2 separate regions of the Sus scrofa genome follow, and region 1 is linked to region 2. A link is a contact called in public Hi-C data. All regions are on one chromosome and are shown on one strand. The core of a region is the stretch at or near the end of the contact, and the rest is flanking DNA. Distances in the headings are between cores, read along the strand shown. Region 1 overlaps NT5DC3 (5'-nucleotidase domain-containing protein 3). Region 2 has its middle 34 kb from the start of NT5DC3.

Evidence for each region. Hi-C and Micro-C count contacts between places; a contact is called where the count stands out from the background.
Region 1: a Hi-C map of liver shows a contact between it and region 2, with 4 times the contacts expected there. A contact is called at or near these places in 1 of 5 promoter capture datasets (liver) and 2 of 47 Hi-C or Micro-C datasets (embryonic fibroblasts and liver).

What each region holds. Positions count from the first base shown.
Region 1 is chr5:80,670,267-80,675,171 of Sscrofa11.1, forward strand. It overlaps NT5DC3 (5'-nucleotidase domain-containing protein 3), which reads left to right. Exons shown (of 15, transcript XM_005664189.3): 11 at 2,004-2,085; 12 at 3,325-3,411. Among named protein-coding and RNA genes, the nearest start is that of NT5DC3, 47 kb to the left of the region's middle.
Region 2 is chr5:80,589,241-80,594,018 of Sscrofa11.1, forward strand. No RefSeq gene overlaps it. Among named protein-coding and RNA genes, the nearest start is that of NT5DC3, 34 kb to the right of the region's middle.

The sequences.
Region 1 (4,905 bases), core at 900-3,399, 80 kb after region 2:
TCTCCCTTTTTTGGGGGTGTGGCCACACCCTCAGCATGCCGAAGGAACTTCCCAGGCCAGGGATCAAACCTGAGCCATAGCAGTGACAGAACTGAGTCCTTAAGTGCTAAGCCACCAGGGAACTCAGGGTCTTAAAATGTCTTTTAACATGTGGACAGACTGGTTCACTGAAAGTCAACCTGCCCACTTGCACTAGATTATAAAAGAACTCATATTTGTATCCTAATGGCCTACTTCTAAAACACTTTTACCTGCGTTTCTCTATTCTGCAATTGGTAACCTTGCAGCCTTTCTCTCTCTGCTACGTGACTTAAAGCATCATAATTTGGTGCCTTATAGTCAGGGTTGAGTGAATTAAATTCCTCTTATAATGCTGAATTCCAGTTTTCCAAGTGTCCCAGTGACTCCTGGAAGACGAAGCAAACCTAAGAACCAGGTGCAGAAACTGACAATTCAAGAGAACGCAGGAAAAACTAGAGTATTGCTCAAAACCAGCAGTAAACGCTGGCTCACTGCTTGGTCCCTGCTAAAATGCCCTCTGCCTTTTCTTCTTAGATTCCAGAGGGCGGTCAGGGCGGGAGCCTCCTCTCCTTTCCCCGGGGACCTTCCTCCTTTGCCGTGTTTATACACAGAGGCCAGACGGTGTCTGAGACAGTCTCCCCGGGAGGGGCCCTGCTCAGCTGTGCCCCTCACTCTGGGTGCCCGGATTAAGAATCCTCCACCTCCGTCCAGCCCCGTTTTATTTGTCGTGATGAAGGTTAGAAACGACCGAAAGGAACATCCATATGAGGGGATATTATGCAGCCCTTAAAAATAAGGTGTTTGAAAAAAAGAGGCAGTGAAAAAAAAAAAAAAAATGAGTTCCCGTCGTGGCGCAGTTGTTAACGAATCCGACTAGGAACCATGAGGTGGCGGGTTCGGTCCCTGCCCTTGCTCAGTGGGTTAACGATCCGGCGTGGCCGTGAGCTGTGGTATAGGTTGCAGGCGCGGCTCGGATCCCGCGTTGCTGTGGCTCTGGCGTAGGCCGGTGGCTGCAGCTCCGATTCAACCCCTAGCCTGGGAACCTCCCATATGCCGCGGGAGCGGCCCAAGAAATAGCAACAACAACAACAACAAAAAGACAAAAAAAAAAAAAAAGAGGCAGTGAAAGTGTTTCATGACTATAAAAAGTGATGTGTGAAGACTAATCACATGGGGAGGAGCTCACAGCCTTGGAGAAAAGGAGATAGGGACCAGTATGTGCAAATCCCCCTGGTTTTATGTCCATAAGGAAGAGGAAGATCGAACAGTATCCACTGAGATGGTGTGTTTCAGAGTTCTGGAATCACGCGTGGTTTTCCTTTTCTTCATTGTATTTTTCTGCATTTTCCACTTTTTTTTTTTTTTTTTTTTTGCAGTGAGCATAGATTTTTCTAACAGAGAGGCAGTCCCAAGTCCATGTTACCCAAGAAAAGAAAAAGGACACATAAGCCTGGTGTTTTGTAGACTAGCACCCCCAGGGTGAGGAACGAGCCTTTATTCCCCACCCCCCGCCCCGCCCCATTTTCCATTAGAAAGTCATGTGCCCAGTTTTAATGTATTTTGTATCTAGATTGGGTGAATGTCAGGGCAAAGCTGGATAAATGTTCTAGCATTATCTCCATAAGCGGTGTGTGAAACAGTTTCTGCATGGCCACAGAAGTTTGGGAAATCTGGGTTAAAGAAAAGCTTCATGGGAGGGCTCTTCAGAGCCGTCAGTGGTTTTAAAGAGGGCCATACATAGTGCGTAGTGTTTTCCAAATTGATTTGACCCTGGAGTTCTTTTTCCACCAACCTCCTTTGGCTCCTGAGGTCCACAGTTTTTGGGGTATATTGCCCGAGGCCAGGGAACGTTGGTGGTGGGCTTTCGTTTTTGGTTGATGAAGCTCTTTGCTGTTCCCAGGAAGTAACTGTAATTTCTCACACAGCAGACAGCAGCTTGCGCTGCTCCCACGCGTCCTAATGTTTCCTCTTTCTGTTGCTAGACCTTTTCGAAAGGTGAATGAGAAAGGCGTCTTACTCTGGGATAAAATCCACAAGTTGCAGAAAGGCCAGATTTACAAGCAGGTATCTCGTGACCCATCTGTCCTTTCTGTTGCTGTGCTTTGTGGTCAGTTAGAAGGACAGTGGCTGACATTGGTGGAGGCTTGCCACGTGCCGGGCAGAGTTCTGGGTCCGATGCTGGAACTGTTTGTAATGTGGTGGCGGAATTTCAGCTTCAGTCAATAGTTTCAACATGCTATGTCTCAGTTCATTCGGCATCAAACAGTTTTTAAAAAACAAAATTTAAAGTATCTTCTTTTCATAGGATAAAAAATTCAAGATGCCAGTAGTGAACCTTGGAAATGTCTCTTTAAGAAGTATTAAAAAAAAAAAAAAAGTATTTAATCCCATGGCATTGTATTCACTCAAATGAGTAATTATTTCCTGATGAACTGTGTTTTATGTACGGTTTTGGTTTTTTTTTGGCCTCCCCCAGGGCATAGGGAGTTCCCAGGCCAAGAATCAGGTCTGAGCCATAGCTGTGAACGAAGCTGCCGCTGCGGCAACACCAGATCCTTTAACCCACTGTGCCTGCTGGGGATTGAACCTGTGGTCCTAGAGCTGCAGAGACACTGCCAATACTTTGGTGCCACAGTTTTGATGTATTTTGTTATCATATAAAGCTCTCCCATGTTTGAGTAAATGATTGAATTGCTGACCATTATTGTGTAATTGAAGTTAGTTTTTTTTTTAATCTCATAATTTTTTTATATCTGTGTAATATTTATAATACATAATATTATACTGTACAGTTTTTTTTTTTTTTTTTTAATACTGATACATTCCTGGTGGATAGTAACAAACTGCTGGATTTGGCACTAATATATTTTCCAGGCCTGAGAGATTAGTTTTAATACAGCCATTCCACTTCTAGGACATGAGCCTAAGAAAATTATTCAGACATAGCTTTGCTATAAGACTGTTTATTAGGAAGTTACTTACAAAGAGATAACAAATAAATGTCCAGCGTCAGAATTGGTAAGGTGAATCATGGGCGTTCTCAGCTCTTGAAAGCTGAGGGAATATTTATTGACGTGATCACAGAATGTTAAGTGAAAAAACTAGATTATTTCAAAGAGGTATATAAAATATGAATCCTTTCTGAAAATACATTTGACTTAGAAGAAAGGTCTGAAAGACTTCAGGTCAAGGTGTTTTCATATTTTAATATTTAAATGTAAATGCAGAAACATTCTTTTAAGTTTTAGATATCTTGGGCCTCTATCTGTCATATGCTATAACACCTCTGTTTTTCTATTGCAGGGCAATTTATATGAATTTTTGAAGCTTACCGGATGGAGGGGATCCAAAGTGTTGTATTTCGGTGACCATATATACAGCGACCTGGCGGTGAGGACACATTTTCCCTGTTGTTGTGTTGGGGTAGGATGTTGTTAGGCCCACTTATTGAGAAACTTGTCTTTTGTTTAAGACTGTTTTTATACTTTTCATAAAAATGAGTAGTGAACCACATTTTTTTTTTTTTTTTTGGTTTTTAGGGGCATACCTGTGGCATATGGAGGTTCCCAGGCTTGGGGTTGAATTGAGCTGTAGCCACTGGCCTACACCACAGCCACAGCAACAAGGGATCCCAGCCGCGTTGATGACCTCTACCCCACAGCTCACGGCAACGCCGGGTCCGTAACCCACTGAGCAAGGCCAGGGATCGAAGCTGTGGCCTCATGGATGCTAATCAGATTCATTAACTGCTGAGCCACAATGGGAACTCCCACATTTTTTTTTATAATTTCAAAAAAATTTAATGATTTTTATTTTTTCCATTTATAGTTGGTTTACAGTGTTCTGTCAGTTTTCTGCTGTACAACAAAGTGATCCAGTCTCACACACACAGAGACACACACATATGTATATACACAGTCTTTTTCTTGCATTATCCTCCATCATGCTCTATTACAAGTGACTAGATATAGTTCCCAGTGCTATACAGCAGGATCTCATTGCTTATTCATTCGAAATGCAATAGTTTGCATCAGTTAACTCCAGATTCCCAGTCCATCCCACTCCCTCCCCCTCCCCCTTGGCATCCATAGGTCTGTTCTCCGTGTCCATGAGTTTCTTTCCTGTGGAAAGGTTCATTTGTGCCATATATTAGATTCCAGATATAAATGCTATCATATGATATTTGTCTTTCTCTTTCTGACTGACTTAGTATGAGGGTCTCTAGTTCCATCCATGTTTCTGCAAATGGCATTATTTTGTTCTTTTTTATGGCTATGTAGTATTCCATTGCAAATACATACCACACGTTAATCCATTCATCTGTCGATGGACATTTAGGTTGTTTCCATGTCTTGGCTATTGTGAATAGTGCTGCAGTGAACATGATAAGAGATAAATGCATGTGCCTTTTTCAAGGATTTGTCTGGATTTATGCCCAAGAGTGGGATTGTTGGGTCAGTCATATGGTAGTTCTATATGTAGTTTTCTGAGGTACCTCCATGCTATTTTCCATAGCGCTTGTGCCAATTTACATTCCCACCAACAGTGCAGGAGGGTTCCCTTTTCTCCACACCCCTCTAGCATTTGTTATTTGTGGACTTATTAATGATGGCCATTCTGACGGGTGTGACGTGGTATCTCTTGATGGTTTTGATTTGCATTTCTCTAATAATCAGGGATGTTGAGTATTTTTCATGTGCTTGTTGGCCATCTGTATATCTTTGGAGAAGTGCCTATTCAGGTCTTTTGCCCATTTTTCAATTGGGTTGTTGGTTTTTTTGCTGTTGAGTTGTATAAGTTGTTTGTATATTTTAGAGATAAAGCCTTTGTCCGTTGCATCATTTGAAACTATTTTCTCCCATTCTGTAAGTTGTCTTTTTGTTT
Region 2 (4,778 bases), core at 2,016-4,515:
GGGAAGAAAATGGGTGAAAATACAGCTAATTTTAAATTTAAAAGAAAATTACAGAGACCGTAATTTCCTAGTATCTATTCCCCATTCATATTAAACGATGTGCCCATTCCCCTCCTGGATGTTTAGCCCAGAGTATATTTCATAGCTGTCTGTGAAACTAGAGGTGAGCACACACCTAAGCTTTGGCTGATGGGGTATGAATGGAGGTGATGTGGATAATGTCTGAGAAGTTTCCATGAAGCGGAGGGTGTACCCTCCCTCTCTTCTTCCCTCCTTCTTGTTGGCTGGATTGTGGATACGATGGCTGGAGATGGAGCAGCCATTTTAGTCCAAGAGGTGTCCTTGGAATGGAGGTCAGGTGAGGTCAAACAGTGAACCATGTCTCTGACCTTGTACTATATCTATAGCCCTGGGTCATTTACTTTCTGACTTTTGTATGAGAGAAAAATCAAGCCACTGTTAATTTGGGTTTTCTGTTACTTGCAGCCCATTGTGATCCTAACCAACATCCAAGACAATCTTTCAGAGTAGATTCAGTCTCAGTAAAGTCAATATGGAGGCCATCTTGAAGTGGGGGATGGGATGTGTGAGCACGAGGGCTGAGATCTAGGCTGGCGGCCGAGAAGGGGTCACTTGGAAAGATACCCAAGAGGGGGTATGAAAGACCATGGGCCCAGGGATCTCACACCACACCTGGCTGCCTCCAGGGCCAAGATCGGTATTTCAGAATAGCTGTAGCCTCTTTGTAGGACACTTGTTGGAAAGCTCTGGATCAAGCTGCAGAAGGTTAGTTTGACATGGAATGGTACTTTCAGGAGGTACAGGAGAGCGGGAAGTATTCCCCCCCAGGGGGAGTACTAGTTCAGTCAGTCCTGTCCTGGGCTAGTTTTTCAGTATAAAGTATGACATAACCAGTGATGGTGGTAATGCTGTCCATTTGAATAGGGCCTTACACAGTTACCGAACATATTCACATGAGTTCTTGTTAATATTAAGTTTTCTGAAATGAGTATTAATAGTAAGATACCTCATCAATAGCTCTCATTTAGAAGATTATAACTGTGGGAGTTCCCTGGTGGCCCAGTGGGCTAAGGATCTGGTGTTTTCCCTACTGTGGCTCTGGTTACTGCTGTGGCATAGGTTCAGTCCCTGGCTTAGGAGCTTCTGCATTCTGTGGGCATGGCCAAAAAAATATTATAAACAACTAGTTTATTTTTATACCTTGATAAGGTTTTGACAGAGGAGTGATTTAAGGTAATGACATTTAAGTGCCCCTGAAATAAATGTGCTAAACCAGGAAAGGAAATTGAAATTCAAGTCTCTAAACACAATGCCATTTGCAGCAACATAAATGAACCTAGAGATTATCGTACTAAGTGAAGTAAATCAGACAGAGAAAGACAAACATCATATAATATCACTTATATGTGGAATCTAAAAAAGGATACAAATGAACTTATTCACAAAACAAAAACAGACTCACAGACTTCAAAAACAAAGTTATAGCTGCTAAAGGGGACAGGTGTCGGGGAGGAATGGACTGGGGATTTGGGTTTGGCATATGCACATTATCGTGTACGGAATGGATGGTCAACGGGGATCTGCTGTATAGCACAGGGAATGCTACTCAATATTCTGTGATAACCTATGTGGGAAAAATAATCTGAGAAGAATGGTATGTATAACTGAATCACAGCAGAAATTATCACAACTTTGTAACTCAACTATAATTCAATGAAACCTAAAAAATTTTTTAAAATGTGTCAAATATAAAGTTAGATCTCTGGTCGCATTTGAATTCATGTGGACAATATTTTTAGGTGTTCATTTGGATTTTAGATAATATCTCCTTCGGGAGCTTTAATAGGTGCAAGACATGTTTATGTTACACCTATTTTCAAAAATTTTTATTACCGTGAACCAATAACCTGCAAAAACATTTTCCAAAATTTATTTTTTGCTTGCAGTGTCTCCAATAAATGTTTCACTCTAACCATCATCTTATCAGTGTTTAGAATTCCCTGGGAAATGTTGGAAGGCATGCGATCTTTGGCCAGTTCACTGTGAAATGAGCCTTTCTTGGGCAGGGGTCTGGGGGCTGTGCCTGGTCTCACACTGCATCTCTTTCATTTCGTATAGAGTCCATCCATGACAGAAATGTTTCTCAAAGTACAGAATGCTATCGGGGACTCTATCTTGAAATGGGGATGACTCAGAAGGGTTCCAGTATTTCCAAAAAGCATGGTCCAACCTGATAGAATTTTCACCTAGCACCTTAAAAGACAACCAGGACCTAGTGAAGCAAAAGGGTGGTGAGCACGGGCAGAGGACTTAACCTCTCGTGTTTCAGTGTCAAACTCCTGGGCTGTTCCTACCATGAAGGAAGGGAAACGGCTGTGTGTGTGTTTAGTTTCATTTGATTTTTTGTTGGACTGGTGGCTGTGTGTCAGTTGACCACGAGCATTCCTCCTGCGACAGGCCATCCTTTTAGAAGGTCGAAGGCTGTTATGATACGCTTCAGAAGAGGAGGCTTCGAGCAGTAAGGGGGCTGTTGAGAGCTTGACTGGGAAGCCAGCCTTTCTGGGTTCAAATCCCACCTTTCCACTTCCTTTTAGATACAAGACTTAGCCTTTCTGGGTTACAGTTTTCATATTTGTAAGAAAAGAATAAAAATAGCATCTACATTGCACATTATTGTAAGTCTAAAAGCGTTCATGGGAGACCCGCAAGCATTATTGTTCAGTATCTGACGCCCGAGGCTCCAATGGTACCACTCATTGGACAGAGACTAAGAAGGTCCAGTGAATGCAGCTACTAACCATTTTTGACCCTCTGATTTACAGTCTGACGAAACCGAGGACTTCTGTCATATTTAAATGGCTCTGTCAATTAACTTATGTTGCATAACAAATCATCTTCAAACTAATGGATTAAAACCAATAGCTGCTTACCATTGCCCACAGGTCCATGGGCCCCCTAGGGGATCCCCTTGGTCCGGGGTGGGCTTAGCAAGATCTGGGCTGGGCTCATGCAAACATCTGCCATCAGTTGGCAGGATCAGTGGGGCTGGCTTGTCTAAGAGGACCAGATGTCTGATGGCTGTCTGACGGGGTGACAGGGTGGCCGGGCCATGTTCCTCATCCTTTGGGAAGATGGCCCAGGCTGCAGAACTCTGAGCGGAGATCGGCCTGGGCTCAGAACTGCATGGCACCCCCTTCCACTGCATTCGATTAGTCACAGCAAATCACCAGGCTGCATTCAAGGGTGGAGAAAGAGACTCTGACCTCTGGATGGGAGGAGGTGCAGAGCGGCACTGCGAAGGGGAGCTGGGCACAGGTTGGTGTGGGGAATCCCAGCTGTTGTTACAGTCCACCGCCATGGCTATGGGATCAAAGGTCACCTCAGGCAAGCTGCTTGCCTGCTCTACATTTCAGCTGTGAATCCACTTGCGTAGTAATAGTTATCATTTGCTGCATGCTTGCTATGTACAAGGGACTCTCTGCTCACCATCTCTTTTACCTTCAGTGATAAATCCTGTGGTAGGTACTGCTACCCTCACTTTACAGATGAGGAAACCGTAGGTCGGAGCTGAAAGAAACTGTGTCAGCTCCCACAGCCAGCGTATCTGGAGCTGAGCATTCAAGCTAGGCCTCTCCAGCCTACAGCCTATCCGCATAAGTCCTTGTTGTGCAGAATCTCTTCTAGCATCAGTGTTTGTGAGCTCTAATCCTCTGTCTGTGGAGGCTGGCTTCTAAGTCATCATCCTTGCACAGGCAGGGCTGGTCATGGACATGCTGGGGCCTTGATGAGCAAAGGAAACCAGTGTGGGAACCAGGGACACTTCTGTGGATTTTGGGACTGGCCCCCTAAGCTGGCTGGGGTGTCCAAAGCGCAGAGTTCCAGGGAGTTTGGCAGATCTTGGCCTGTACGGACGAGTGTACCAAGGAGGCCAAACCAGCGGGTAGGCTGGGGTCCCAGTGGACAGGGATGCTTAGAGTTGGATCGGCGGCATTAGCAGTAGCCTTGATGGGAGCACACTGCACTTCTGCTCTCCGGGGTCAGGGGATTCAGGGTCTAGGCAAGCAGATATGGGTGGTGGGGGAGGATTCTAGGCTGACCAGGGCTCACATATTCAAAAACTGTTTACCTGGGGCAGAGTCCAGCAGGGTGAGCAGGACAGAGTCACCCATGCTGCTCTCTAAAGGAGCTGACTCACAACACACGAGGGAGCTGACAAATGCAGTGAGACTAAAGGCCGTGAGAGACGCACACAGGCGAGGGAGGCAGAGCTCAAGCCGGGGGAGGGACCACTTGTGAAAGGGTGGTCTAGGGGCCTCTTCGGGAGGGGGCATTTAAGCTGAGACTTGAGAGGCTGCAGGAGCCCCCTGTGGGTGGGGGTGGGCGGGAGGCGGTGAGGGGCCGTCCTGACAAATGGAGCTTCATGTGCAGCGCCCTGAGGTGGGAGAGGGCGCCGGCTTGTCCTCGTGATGGAAAGAAGCCTTTGGGACCTATTGTCTCACAAGGGAACATAATTCAATGTCCTGTAATAACCTAGAGTGGAAGAGAATCTGGAAAAGAAAAAGTATGTATAAAACCGAATCACTTTGCTGTACGCCTGAAACTAACACAACATTGTAAATCAACTCTACTTCAACAAAAAAATTGCTTTACAATTTTTATTTCTATTTTTTTTAGGGCTGCACCCACAGCACATGGAGGTTCCCAGGCTAGGGGTCGAATTGGAGCTGCAGCCGCCGGCCTGCACCACAGCCACAACA